Linked DNA regions of Mus musculus: region 2 is linked to region 1. The links are chromatin contacts, called in public Micro-C maps. All regions are on one chromosome and are shown on one strand. The core of a region is the stretch at or near the end of the contact, and the rest is flanking DNA. Distances in the headings are between cores, read along the strand shown. Region 1 holds the start of Dnajc13 (DnaJ heat shock protein family (Hsp40) member C13). Region 2 holds the start of Acpp (acid phosphatase, prostate).

The links. Hi-C and Micro-C count contacts between places; a contact is called where the count stands out from the background.
Region 2: a Micro-C map of embryonic stem cells shows a contact between it and region 1, with 4 times the contacts expected there. The contact joins the promoter of Acpp here to the promoter of Dnajc13 in region 1. A contact is called at or near these places in 2 of 39 promoter capture datasets (macrophages and maxillary cranial neural crest), 3 of 484 Hi-C or Micro-C datasets (embryonic stem cells, granulocytes and neutrophils), 5 of 115 datasets of contacts at active chromatin or transcription factors (embryonic stem cells, intestinal villus epithelium, memory CD8 T cells and 1 more) and 3 of 9 other capture datasets (adipose tissue, liver and pancreatic islet).

The regions. Positions count from the first base shown.
Region 1 is chr9:104,259,163-104,266,367 of GRCm38.p6, reverse strand. It overlaps Dnajc13 (DnaJ heat shock protein family (Hsp40) member C13), which reads left to right and starts at 3,438. Exons shown (of 56, transcript NM_001163026.1): 1 at 3,438-3,669.
Region 2 is chr9:104,334,513-104,341,717 of GRCm38.p6, reverse strand. It overlaps Acpp (acid phosphatase, prostate), which reads left to right and starts at 3,996. Exons shown (of 11, transcript NM_207668.2): 1 at 3,996-4,175. The coding sequence starts at 4,059.

The DNA.
Region 1 (7,205 bases), core at 2,189-4,688:
CCAACAGGACTGGTGACTAACATCTAGCTAAACATATATTATATTAGTTGCTTTTCTGTTTCTGTGATAGAACGCCATGACCAAGTGTGTTTATTTGGGCTGATGGTTCTAACGGGGCCAAAGGCTGCCATGGTGGGGGAGCATGGCACTGATTAGCAGGTACGGGCATGGCAGCTCAAGCAAGATGCTGAGTGCTCACACCCTTTACCATAAGCAGAAAGCAGACTAGAGGTAGGTGAGGCTTCTCTCTCTCTCTCTCTCTCTCTCTCTCTCTCTCTGAAGTTAAACCATTTTATTTGAGAAAAGAGGGCAGACACATGAACCCTGCCATTCTTGTGGGGGAGGCGGCAGCAATGTCCATATCCAGGGGAACCTGAACATGCAAACAGCACCACGAATTCATGGACACTGGATAAAAACTCTCAAAGCCTGTTTCCAGTGACACGCACACCTCCTAAACCTTCCCAAACACTGCTCCCATCTATGGACCAAATGTTCAGATGCCTAAGACCCGGGGGCTACGTCTCATCCCACCACACATATCATCGATAACACATTATTAAGTGCTATCTTGCAGTTTTCAAATTAATTTTATTTCATGTTCAGTAGCCACATGGGGATGGTGGTTAATGTGTTTAAAACAGTTTATCTGGATGTGGTCATGACTGTCCATGACCAAAGCATTCCAGGAGCTACAGAGGTGGCTTAGATGTTTAAAGCACTTGTTGCTCTTGCAAAGACACTGGATTCAATTCCTAGCACCCACATGGCAGCTCAAAACTATTCATGACTCTAGTTCCAAGGCACACATCTGCCCTCTGCACACACCAGGCATGCAAGAGGTACACATAGAGATAGGTGGGCAAAGCACTCATACACTAAAATAAATCTAATAATGTTTTAACTAAACTAAACCCACAGAACTCCAGGCAATGACAAAGGAGGATTGAAAGATTCAAGGCTAGCCTGGGAAACAGAGCAAGAAACCATGCCTCAAATGGCAAAACAATACAAAGGCAGCAGTAGACAGCAAGATGTGGATCGAAACACTGCGGCATGGTGTAGAGTTCTTAGTGGTTATATTGGGTCTGGGCATGGATATATTTAGGAAGTCCACTTCAACAGTAGCAGGGAACTCAATGAACAGGCTTTGCCATGTAGATCTTTTAAGATCTTGAACGTCTCCTGTGTTGGATGTCGACTTAGAACACAGATAAAATTACTGCTGTCTAGAAAGCAGTGAGGTGTGAATTTTAAAAAGTGTTGAAATGATATATCATCGCACAACTTTGGTATGAAAATTTGATAGGTGCGCACTATGAAAAAAGGTATCTGCAATTGTATTTGCGATCATGGGCTTCGAAGGAAAAAAGATAAACGCAGAAAGAGAAGTTTGAAGGTCTACCTTGAACTTGACACCCTTTCAAAAATGTTGAGGGGGTGGGGAGCCAGGTAACTTAACAGAAGTCTCTGGAAAGATGAGCCAAGTCTTCCTACTCATCCCGATTCTTGTCTCTAGTTCTAGCATCTTAAGAAGAGTGACAACTTTATGCAAATCTCACTAAGGGAAATGAGGAAGCAGCACAGAGGCTGGCAGGTGGAAACACAGGAAAGGGTGGGATACGATGATATGGGCAGGTGGACTGGCAGATAATGAAAGGCTGGGACACAGAGGAGGAGGAGGAGGAGGAGGAGGAGGAGGAGGAGGAGGAGGAGGAGGAGGAGGAGGAGGAGAGAAGAGCAAAACCAACCATTCAAACCTGGAAATGATTTCTGCAAGAGAAGGCTTATGGGAAGAATACAGTTTCTCCACTTCAGGATGCGTTCAGAGGCAGGGAATTTTCCACTACAGGGGACGGAGGCAGTTCATGTTACCTAAGCTCCTTTCACCTCTGAGAATCCATTTATTTGGTTCCAAATATTAAATAGAGAGGCAGTGTCAAGGGTTTAGTAGTTTGATGACCTGGGTGTTACAGTCTGGGGCCAAATCTCGGCTCAACCTTTTGGATGAACCTCACCTTGATTTAGTCACTTAGGAACTCTGGGTCAGCCTTTTTTACCAAATAGAAATAGGACCGCCCACACCTAGTTCTGGCAATACTCTAAGGGTCTGTAACATATACAAAGCCACGTAAGCACATGCTTTTATTACCCTGGGATAGGCCAAGGGCATCTTGTTTTGTTTTTCATTGTTGTTTTTTCCCCTTTCCACTCTACTTCAGGTCTCATCTTTCCAAGCAAGCCATTTCTGGCTGCTCACAGGCACTTTTATTTCACTGGGACAGTGTGGGAAAGCCTTCCTAAGGAAAAATCTAGTCGTCTCCAGTAACACAAATGGGTCAGTCGGCCAAAAAGTCAAGTCTGTAGAAACCATTTTACATGTTTTTCATCCCAAAACCTCCATCTATGAAACGATTCAACCACAGACGGGGTCCCTGAGAAATTCCAGTTCCAGGGTTGCTACACAATAATAATATTAGGCTCACCAGAGCATTTAAACCTAGAACTGTGTGTCCATACAAGTTTTTTTCCCCCCACAGAATCACGTTTTAGAGGGTAGTCTGCCCCTCTCACATCTTAGATGAGACACCGTCTGTTGCTCAGAGCTCTGACACAATTGTCATCTGTAACTTTGTTTCATTCTGATACTGTCACTCTCCTGAGTTCCCCTCTTCATATAGTTTCAGTGAGTTCCTATCCAGAGAGCAGTTCTTGAGTCAACTTACTTGAGCTCAAATACTAAGTCTACTACTGTGGAACTACACATCAATTTATTATCTGAAAATAGAGGATAATCCCTATCTCAGACGGCTGCAAGTTAATTGACCTTAAGTAGTTGGCCAATTAAATCCTGGCTCTGGGATCAGAGGTCCAGGAAGGCAGCAGTGTTAACTGTCCCAACACTTCACCCGCAAAGGCCTTTGACCTCTGAGGCTTCGGTCTCCATTATCTCCCTGAACACTCAAAACTTAAATCCGCGTTCAGGGTGTGTCAGTAGCGAGTAAAAGTTATGCCCACGATGCAGCTAAACCAGAGATGCGCACTGAGGCTTTCGACGGCTTCGTGGATGCGCCAGGACACTGAAGACTAGGGCTAGGTAACAGAGCTGCTCCTTTGCAGAGTTACAGTAGCCAATGCCAGCGTCTGGCTGAGAGGCGTGTCTCCAGGGATTCAGGGGGCGTGGCCTCTCGGACCGCTCCAGGGGGCGTGGCGCCTCGCCTTCTGCTTGGGCCAAGGCTCTCTTTCGCTAAGCGCACGCGTACTTCCCGAGAGGCGGAACGGCGGGCGGCGCGCACGCGGCGCTTCCCGGAAGACGGCGAATGGGCCACCGAGGGAGGGAGCACAGTGCTCCCGAGGGCGGGGCGCGAGGCGGAAGCGCCGAGGTCAGCTGACAGGGTCTCGTGACGGCCGGGGCGGCGGCCACGCACGCGCGTTAGGGTTCAGCGCTCGCAAGCCTGGTGGAAGATGGCGGCGTCCAGGGCGAGCCTCTGAGAGGCAGAGGGAGGAGCGGAGGGGTGGGGGCCGCGGCGCAGGAACCCGCGGCGACAGGCCCCGGCGGGGAAAAGGAAAGCGAGAGGGGACGGGGCCGGCGGCGCCTCCATCCTACTCAAGACGTGGAGCCGGCGGCGGGCGGAGCTCGGGCTGGAGCGCCTCCAGCCTCCTGCGAAGGTAAAGCCGCCTCCGGCTCTGGGTTTCTGCGATGCCGCTTCCCACCTTCGGGGACCCGGGGGCTCCGGGCAGGGACCCCAGAGCGGGCGGCGTTAAGCTGCTGTGTGTGGCTCGAACCTGCTGAAGCCGCGATCCTCCGTCCAGGGATCCCTGCGCTCGGACCCTCCCCTCCCCCGGCTCTGAGTGACATTTGCCCGGGGCACTGCCCGGCAGCCCCACCCCTCTCTCTGCCTGGCCGTCTTTTCTCCCATCACTATCCCTGTCCCCCACTTCTCTCGGCAACTCTCCCCGACTCAACTCCACACCTCCTTCCCCTGTGGGCTCCGCCCTCGGGATTCCCTCCTGGATGCCGGCGCCTCCGGTTTTCTTAGGTTAGCGGTCCTGCTTCCTTCCTCTGGGGTCCCGCGTAGACTCGATTTTTTTTTTTTTTTCTTTCTTTTTTCCTCGTCTCAGTTTTGTTTCGATTTGATGGGAAAGGAGGGGCAGCTGCTGTTCTCTTCCTCAAGTCCTTTATCAAACACCAAGTTTTCCCCCCAAGGCTTTTCCTTCTTGTAAAGTAGCCTGGCCTGTTCACTGTTGCCCGTGCTGGGCTGTGATTTCACCTCTGAACGCGGCTTTTGGTGTAGGTGAAGCAGCACTTTGGACGCCCAATGAAGTGGGTGTTGAGAGTACACCTGCGTGCCCCCGCCCCCCAAAAAACCCCTATTGTAAGATGCTAAATTAGCCACTCTTACCTTGAAACCGTTTCCCTAATCACTTGGTGGAAGGATGATGTAAATAAAAATCGCCCCCTAACACAGAGATGAACTCCCAAAGTAGTGATTTTTTACTTCCACGATCTGCTTTTCCCGTTTATTCTATAGTTTAGTTTTTTTTTTTGTTGTTGTTGTTTCTAGTGCCTCATTGTTTAACTTAATTTAGCTTACAGCATAAAAGCCCCTTTAATTTTCATATATAGTATAAACCAATGTTTAAGTTGCAATATCGCAAATGGTGGCTCTGGCTGTTAATACCACATTACGTTCAGGGACGGGACCGCCAGTCCTAGTTGAGAAAACACTGAGTTCACATTTGTTTGGAAACAGGAAGTACAAACAAATTAAAGGAGAAAAAGAGGAGCCAGAGTTAAGAAACAGGGATGTAAAGACCTTAAAGCTAGCTTGAGTCCTGGGCCAATACCAGCATTCGTATTCCCCCGAGAAACTATGGATATTCTTTTCTAATGCAGTAGTAGTAGTGTAAATCATACTAGCAAGCGTGACTGCAAACAAACCAAGTTCTAAAACGTGAATGTGCACAGTAATAAAGTTGCACACTGGTGGAGAGCATGAATTATTTGGTTACCCAGGCAGATGGTAATAACCTGTTTTTCTTAAACTTAGAAGAAAGGTTAATAGTGGAACCTAGTTCCCAATAGATACTAAGGTAGAGTTGAAATCAAAAGATCATGTTATACCTTTGTTGGCCCCATTCCTCCAGCACTTGTAATTACACGGGTGAGTTTGCAATGTCCCTTTCAGACTTCTCTCCTGCTTCTCTGAGGAAAGTGTAAACAGAATTATGCAGCTACATGGCAGCCCAGTTTTGCTTGTTGCTAAGGCTTTGGTCTAATATCTGGTGGGAGTTAAAGTGCAGTTTTTAGTTCATTATGTTTGTTTTAGTCTTCACATATTAGGATCATTTTTTTGCACTTAGAATGTTGTTTGTATTTATTCTGTGTGTTTGGGTCCATGTGCCATGTAGCTGTGTGAAGGTCAGAACAACTTGCAGAAGTGCAGTGTGTTTCTTCACGGTGTGGAGCCTGAGGCTTGAACTCAGGTAGTGAGCTGTAATGGTGTCTCCATCAGTGTGGGACAGGAGGATTGAGCTCGGGTTGTTAGGCTCATCGGGAGGCCTTGTAAAACCTTCTCCTCAGCCTTTTTATATAAGATAATTGCTAACATGCTCTTTGCTAGCCTGAAGTCGTTTGTACTGTTTAGCTTTGATTCTAAGACGCAAAGCTTTGCTCTAAGCTTTACAGCATGGAGGAGGGGAGGTGTGAGAAACAAAACCAACCAACCAAACAAACAAAAACTAGACGAACCAAGGTGATCACTTAGAGACAGCTTAGAGGGCTGAGGACTTAGAGAATCACTAGCTCAGCTCAGACCTGAAGGAGGAGCTGAAGAGGGAGGGGTGAAAACGAGAGGAGGGCTTTTGGACAGTGGTTAAGAGTTCAGCTAGAACAGCTGAAAAAGGGATGCAAGTGAGTGTGCCAACTTAGAAGCTGTTTACACACAAACTGCACTGAGAACGCTCCTAGGAAAAAGTCTTGCTGAAAGTCTGTCATTCAGACCCAGTGGAGGGGAACAGCAGCATAGCTTTTAAGAAGGTTGAGAAATTGCTCTCATTCTCTCCTTGGATAACAAAGTTTAATGTATATGTGTGGGCCATATTACCAGCACTATTGATAATAAATTATATTGAGCTTAGTGGAATATGGAGAAGGTAAGAGTATAATACTCAGAACAGAGACTGCATCCTCAAAAGCACAAGGTCACAGGAGCACAACACAAGGGTCAGAGGGACATTTCTCTAGTTAAATCACTCTCTCCACAGATACACAGTATTTTGCAAAAAGAATGAAGCCAGTGGTACCCTGCTGTTAACTGTTGCAAGAACGTAGCTGAGCTCAACTCCTAACAAAGTTACTGTAATCTCTGCACTTGGCCTCACAAAGAAAAGGGAGATGCTCATCTGGTCAGGAAATTACTCACCTTAGTTCCACTACTCTATACATGTCCAGCTTCCCTGAGATAAGGCACAGATGGAAAGCTAAAAGGAGAAAAGCAATTCCTAAGAGAGCCGTTATCATAGCTACACTCAGGTTGATGGAGGTAGATGATGTTATCCAATAGGCAGTACTCAAATGCTGGATTCAATGCGTAATTTCAAAAACATAGGCACTGAAGGAATCGAACTGAAGTGCTGGAAACAAGATCACAGCAGAGAGATGCCGAGTGCTTTTGGGCTTACCTGTTGTGTCACCTCGAGGAAAAACCCACGACCTGTATGTAATGTCAATCGAGACTACTCATTCTGTCTCCCTAAAACACAGATGAAACCGCTCTAAGACTTGGAAATACAGGTGGAGAGGTGGCTCAGTGCATAACAGAACTTGTTGCTGTTTTTAGAGACCTGAGTTTGGTTCTCAGGACTCACCTGTAACCAGCTAGAGAGGCTCCAGCTTCCTCTTCTTATATATCTATAAGATATATACACAGAGATAGTGTGCAAGAACCCCTCTCTGAAGGAGAGATTAAAATAAAAGGGACACACCATGAAACCAAAAGATAACTACATTAATAGACAGAACTGACTTTATGGCACATTGTATTGATGATTACAGGCAAGCTCGACACAAAAATAGACCTAGTTGTAAAATATAAAACTAAAACATTTTTAGAAGACAAGAAAACAAATGTTGGGACTTTAGTATTTAGATAGGATATCAAAAATATTCATAAAGGGAAAAATCCAGTGTTGAAGTTAGGCCC
Region 2 (7,205 bases), core at 2,747-5,246, 75 kb before region 1:
TGTATGCAAATTTATATCTGAGCGTAGGCTTTCCAAAAAGCCCTAACTTGTTCCAGTGATGGGACTTTTTAGTGCCACACTGACCAGAGGTTGGCATTCAACGTATGAAGTAATAAACAGTGGTGTAGAACAGGCGATTCAGACTGTATTACATTCTAATCATGGGAAACCACTGCTAGCCTTGGCTCCTAGAAAAGCATCTAATTTTTTACGAGCCTCACTTATAAGGCAAAAAACATAGCTCTCAACTTGAAACAGGTAAGAGATTCTAGAGTCAAGTATGAGGGGCCCTGGCCTGGGATAGTTTTAAATCACCCCAAACTCCGGGTTCCAACATGGTAACCGTTTCATGAAGCTTCATAGAGACAGAGTGAAGGAAGCAGTGCATCAAGACACTTCACAGTCACACTGGTGGGAAGATGAAGTAGGCGTCAGAGTGCAGCCAGGAAGCCTCCACTTCAGGTGTCAGATGCTATCTGATGACACTCTTAGCACTTTAGTGGACGTGAGGGTCCATTCATACATTCCAAAGAACTTACCTGACAGTCAAAGAATGTTACCTTACATACAGAGGTGGGCACTAAACAATTGCGAAAGGGGCTAACGTTAGTCCAAGACAATCCTGCTTTGTAGAAGTCAACTTCTACACATCAAGGAAGTTCTAGTCAGTGAAGTCACAGCTGCTTTCTGGAAATTTCTCTCTTATATTACTATACCCCATTAGCCCTGATTCACCCAAACATTTCCACAGAAGGGTCTAAACTGTGTTTGGGTTTTGTTTTTTTGTTTTTTTGTTTTTTTTTTCTTACTTGATGTTCTTTCAGACTCAAGTTCATGGTATTTAGGATTTTTAAGACTCGACATGGACAATCAATCATTTTAAATTTTTAAAAATTTTCAAATTGTGTATTTCTGTACATGTAGAGGCTTGTGTGTGAAGGAGAAGACACCTTGAAGGCCAGTCATGTGTTGTGGGATCCCCCGAAGACGGGAATTGAACTTGGGTCTTTTGTAAGAGCAGTACATGTACCTTACCACCGATCCATCTCTCTAGCCCAACGATTATTTTACCTATTTTTAAATTTGTTCATTTATTAGTTGTGTGTGTATGTGTGTCTGTCTGTCTGTCTGTGCCATGTATGTGGGAGTACCTGTGGAGACCAGATGAGGGCATCAGATCCTCTGGAGCTTGAGTTACAAGTAAGCGATTATGGACCATGGATACTACGAATGAACCTGACGTTCTCTGAAAGAACAGCAAATAAACACTCAGCATTGAGCCATGGCTCCAGCCCTCTACACGTGTAATTTTTAACTGGTTTTCTCCTTATAGCTTGATAGTAAAGTCTAAGATTAATAAAGACTATGATAGAAGTCAAATATAAGCCGTCTATTTAAGTCAACAGAAATTGTATTCGAGAGGTTTCCGTTTGAGCAGCCTTTTCCCTGGTTCTGTCTTTAAGAAAGCCTTGGTCTTGATGTTAGGAATAAGTTCAGAGTCATAAAGAAAGAAACAGCCACTCCAATTAAAGTGTCTGGACCAGGTAACAGTGCATTTGTGATGAGAGGGTGCGCCACAGGCTAAAGCATGAGGGAAAGCACACAGAACCTGGTGTCCCTTTGGCTTTTGATGACTGTCTTTTCCTCATTGGTTGGGGGGGGGGGGCTAAATTTGGGGGTGAGGCAAGGCCTTTGGGTAAACAAAAGTCTTAACTGTTGGGGGTGGAGGGATTAAAACATGTACATAAAGGTTTTACAAGGTGAGGAAGAGAGACACATTTGTATCCCTTGTGGTAAATGGAAATTTTGCAGTTTTACACACACACACACACACACACACACATACAGGCTAATATTTCATGTTTCCTAAAATGTTGTTGTTTGGGGAGAGCTAGAAAACCCCAAAGGAGATATCCGAGACACTAAGGATTAGAAACGTTTACCCAGTTTATGAAGCAGACAGTTGACTGAACCACGGCTTTTATCAGTAAGGGCAAAGATCACTAACTACCATAGTTCCAAGCATGACCCAAGTGTGGAACAAGGAAGGATACAGAAAGAAGGGAGGCTGCAACCTGAGAGCTTAGGATGCTCGACAGCGCTGGGGATCCAGAACTGGTCAAGAGTTCCCAGCTCACCAAGCCTGCCTGTGTGAACTGTAGCTGGTGGAGACTCCTTTATGCTACCACATGAACACTGCAGGGACTGATACAATATGGCAAGTCTGCCCTGGTCTGGTTGTTCTAGTTGCTTTAGTTCTTGTGATGAGTTACCTGACAGGAAGCCACCCAAGAGACAAATGCTTGGTATGGACTTAAGTAGTAAGGAGTTACAGCCTATAATTGTGGCAGGACTACACAATTAAGACTCTTTGCATCTTGACAGAACAGGAAGCCAAGAGTGAGCCAGGAGTTGTGCCCAGCTACAAAACCTCAAGGCTTGTCCCTAGTGACCTAGTTCTTACAGCAAAGCTCCACTTCCCCCAGGTTTCACAATGTTCAAAAACAGCGACGCGACACAAGCTGGGTAGCACATGTCTAAACTCATGAGGTTATAGAGGGCATTGCAAACCACAATGCTGGGCAGTCTCTGTCTTCACTCCCTTTGCCGTGCACTCTTCTTCTCAGCCTCCCACTGGGTGAAGATCATAATGGAACTATTTGATGGAGACTACAACTGGCAAAGAAAAGACCAAATGTCCCTCTAAATGCATAATCCTACCACACATACACAAATTCTTACTTCCCCATACCATAAGAACCACAGCTTTCCCACACACCGCCTTCCAGGGCTTCCTATGACCACACCGCGATACAACCGGGGCCGTCCAGGTAAATTTAATGAAAATGCTGAGGATGTTTTGGGCAAACCATTGTTCTCTCTCTGTCCTTGGGGCTGAAACATCACAGCGGGTCACTCCGCCCACATCACCTGCAGATTCTCACTGTGCCTCTCCGGCCGATGTTGTTTCCTGTATCGAGGAGACTGCCAGAATGAGAAAAAAAAAAAAAAAAACCAGGAAGCCAAGTTTCTTCAGTGCATACCATCTTTCATAGAGTCCCAGTGAGGTCATGGCTAGAGAGTCAAGGGCGTGTCTTCCTCAGAAGGAAAGGGTCATCACCGAAGTTCGAGACTGTCAACAGCAAAGCAGTGTGGGTTTCTTTGGCTTTGCTTGTTTGTTTTCTGCTTTCATTTGTTAAGGTATGTTATTAGCATGTTGGTTGCACGTCTTAATGGGTCTCACTGCGCCTTTTTCATACGTGTGCATAATGCATCTCTATCAAATTCACTTCCGTACCTATCTTACCCTCCCGCTCAAGTTAATCCCGATTGTCATATTGACAGATTGTCCCTTTGTTGCTATTTGGTTTTGATTTGTGACCCAAGGAGTTCAGTCACAGGAGCTGGGAGTCGGGGCGGAGGACGCTGTGAGCTTTTTGTGATTGCTTGTGTGTATTTTCTACAGGGCCTCCAAACCCAGCTTTGCGTTGCTGCGAATGATCCCAATGATCCCAGATGCCTTCAGGCATGAAGAGAAATCTTCTGTGTATCCTTGACCTCCCTCTCCTGCCACTTTAAAACACCTTTATTGGCTCCATGAGAGTTTAAGACCAGACACCGCGTTTGGCAGGGGAACGAGCTTCCTCCTGTCGATACATGCCCACTACTGAGGCTTCCTCACACACACACTGAGCTGAATCCTAAACCTTCCAGAGGCAGGGGGAATTTCTTCCCAAAGGCTATGCATCACCATCCGGCTGTGGAAAAGATAAAGATGTGCCCGGAAAGCAAAAGAGAAGGCTGGGCAGGAGCCTGAGGTCTTGAGTTACGCCTGCTCTGGCTCCTAATTGAAGTGGAGGAGGCTGCTCTGAAGAAACTCACAGACGACCTGGCATTATTTGCATGCTAAGCTCTGCCCCACCCTCCTTGCAATCCTAATAGGGAAGAATGTGGCTCCGCCTTCCTGTCAATCTTTTGATTAAATAGGCACTTCCCTCCCGAAGGCTTCTGAAGTGCAGCACCTCCTAAGGCTGCCCAAAGCAGCTCTCTCCCCGACCATGCGAGCCGTTCCTCTGCCCCTGAGCCGGACAGCAAGCCTCAGCCTTGGCTTCTTGCTCCTGCTTTCTCTCTGCCTGGACCCAGGCCAAGCCAAGGAGTTGAAGTTTGTGACATTGGTAAGTACACCTTTTCTCATTGTTTTTCCTGTTCCGAGAACACTTGGTTAAGTGTTGCCTTTCGTGTTTCCTCTCTGCTGTCTGCCTGAGGGCAGGCACTGTTCAGACTCAGAAAGTGAGGAGTCGCACGAGTTTGTTTTAAAGACAACAACAGTCTCACGTGCTATCGATGGTACTGTTCCTTTACAGCTGCCCTCAAGTCCAATGCCTTCGGACTGACAGGTTACTTCAGGAGAACAGGCAGCGTAGAGCACAGTTCAGATATTCAGGAGCTAGCCTGGCCTCTTTCCATTCAGTGATCATTAGTTCGCAAACCAAGGACCAGTCAGTTTCTGAAGTCAAGTCTCTCGTGTTTATCATGACTCTGGAACATATGCCTGTAGTTATGTGTTTGATAGCACAAAAGACAAACTGAACAGAGTTTCAGAGTGACTATCAGATAAAAGATTCAGTTGACCATTAAAACCATGATTTTCCGTGCATATGGTAACTGAGACAAGCCATGAAAAGAAGAGATCTGTGACTTGCCTGTTGTCAAGGAAAAAATTATATACAGTCGGGTGTTAAAAAAAAAAAACATATGGGAAAGGGCTGGAGAGATGGCTCCATGGTTAAGAGCACTGACTGCTCTTCCAGAGGTCCTGAGTTCAAATCCCAGCAACCACATGGTGGCTCACAACCGTCTGTTGGGATCTGATGCCCTCTTCTGGTGTGTCTGAAGACAGGTACTGTGTACTTATATACATAAAATCAATAAATAATTCTTTAAAAAAATATATGGGAAGTGCATTTTCAAAGTCAGGAGGATTCACCTCCTCTTCCTCCCTGCAAGAGAATTCCCAGAAACGATTTTCATGACTTAGAGAAGGACGCCTCTTAGTTTGCACTTAAATATGATGTTCCTTTCCTGCCAAGGTGAGGTACTCAGGAGATTCTTTTCTTTCTACAGAAAAAAAAATCTTTAATTTTACATAAATTATGATTCTTAGTACAGTAGATCTTTACCAGTCGTGAGTCAGGAACGAAATGGAAGAAAGACAAAGACCCATCAAGCCATTTGCCAGCTGTGTGGCTTTTGTGTCCATAAAGCAACAAGACACCCCCTACCTTCTGCAGGAACACCTATGCGAGTTATTCTTTCCCTTCCACGCATGGCATCCTTGCCAACAAGCTCCTTAGAAGAGGATAGGGACCGTGGCATTGTGGCTGTGTTCTGTTGGTCGTGCCATACTGGGCTCGGAAACAGCTGGCTTCAAGGCAACCTTCTTTGAGGCATTAGAGTGGCCCTCTGAGTCCCAGCCACAGCCCAGGTAACTTGCCTTGGCTGCCAAAGATTGTGGGTCTTCTTTCCCTCCTGTCTGCCTCTCCGGTCTCCGTTAAAATACGGTCAGTGGCCAGCTGGTAAATTCTTCCTTAAAGAAGAACCAAGCTACGAAGGTAGCTGTCTTACAACTCAAAAGTTAACCAACACTGTATAAAGCAAATGTTATGTTTTCTACCGCGGCTTCTAGGAATGTTAAACAATGGGCAATTTAATGCATCTTCCTTGGCCTTAGCAAAACATCTTCTCTCTGATGATATCAGCCAGAAGGTCTCATTTTCTTCTTTTGATTGATTGTAAAGACTATTGTATATAAATAGTAACCTTGAACATTCAGAGAAATCCTCAGAAGATTTCTCTGAATCAGAAGATTTTTTTGTTTGTTTGTTTGTTTGCTTGCTTGTTTTTTCGAGACAGGGTTTCTCTGTGTAGCCCTGGCTGTCCTGGAACTCACTCTGTAGACCAGGCTGGCCTCAAACTTAGAAATCCTCCTGTCTCTGCCTCCCAAGTGCTGGGATTAAAGGCATGTGCCACCACTGCCCGGCTAATTCAGAAGATTAGTAAGAGAACAAATTTTAAAATGTCTAGTCTGGGGCCAGGCATGGTGGCGCATGCCTTTAATCCCAGCACTCGGGAGGCAGAGGCAGGTGAATTTCTGAGTTTGAGGCTAGCCTGGTCTACAAAGTGAGTTCCAGGACAGCCAGGGCTACACAGAGAAACCCCTGTCTCAAAAAAAAAAAAAAAAAAAAGTCTAGTCTGGCATGGTGGTGCATGCCTTTAATCTCAGGCCAGCCTGGTCTACATAGTGAGTTCTAGGTAATACATACCCAAAAATCTAGTGACCCCATTACTCAGGAGGTGGAGGCAGCAGGATCAGAATTTCTTCATAGCTAGTGCAAGACCAGCCAGCCTGGTCTACATGAGATGCTGTCTCAAAAAAACAGAAACAGAAACAAAAACAAACAAACAAACAAATAAACAACCCAACCAAACTTGATCCTACTTTCAAGATAGAGGCATAAGTAAAAGTAGCTAGGCAATTTAATGATGTTCACACAGATAGAAAAACAGTCTTGAACCCACACTGCCCTGACCGGGTTTTTGTTGAGTGTGTATACCCTAGAACCTGGAGCTAGTCTGAGATGACTACATGGTTTGTAGCATTACCTTGACTCAGACACTATAAATCATTTCCTTGTTTTCCTCCATAATCCAAGAAAAATAAATCTCTTAATTTTGAAAGGCTGTTTTTGGCAGAAAGGAAAGAAGGCTGCCCCTGGTTCTTGGTCTTGCCTGTGAACAGTCAGTCACCCATGATTATCTTAATGGTTATTTTATTTTGGTTGGTTGGTTGTTTTCTGTAGTGCTGGGGGGCTGAACCCAAGGTCTCATGCATGAATCCAAAGCCTTGTACACGCCAGGGAAGCAGCCAAAAAACAAACACCCTCAGCCCAGCACTACATCAGACACACACATACCACAGAGCATGTGGAGAAGTCAGAGGACAACTCCTGGGAGTTGCTCTCTCCTCCCAACACTGAGTTCCAGGGACTGAAGTCAAGAAATCAGATTTGCACAGTTTATCTATTGAGCCATTTATCATTCAACAACCCTACATGATCTTTTGTGGGTTGTTTTGATTGATTGATCAGTTGGTTGGTTGGTTGGTTGGTTGGTTGGTTGGTTGGTTGGTTGGTTGGTTGGTTGGC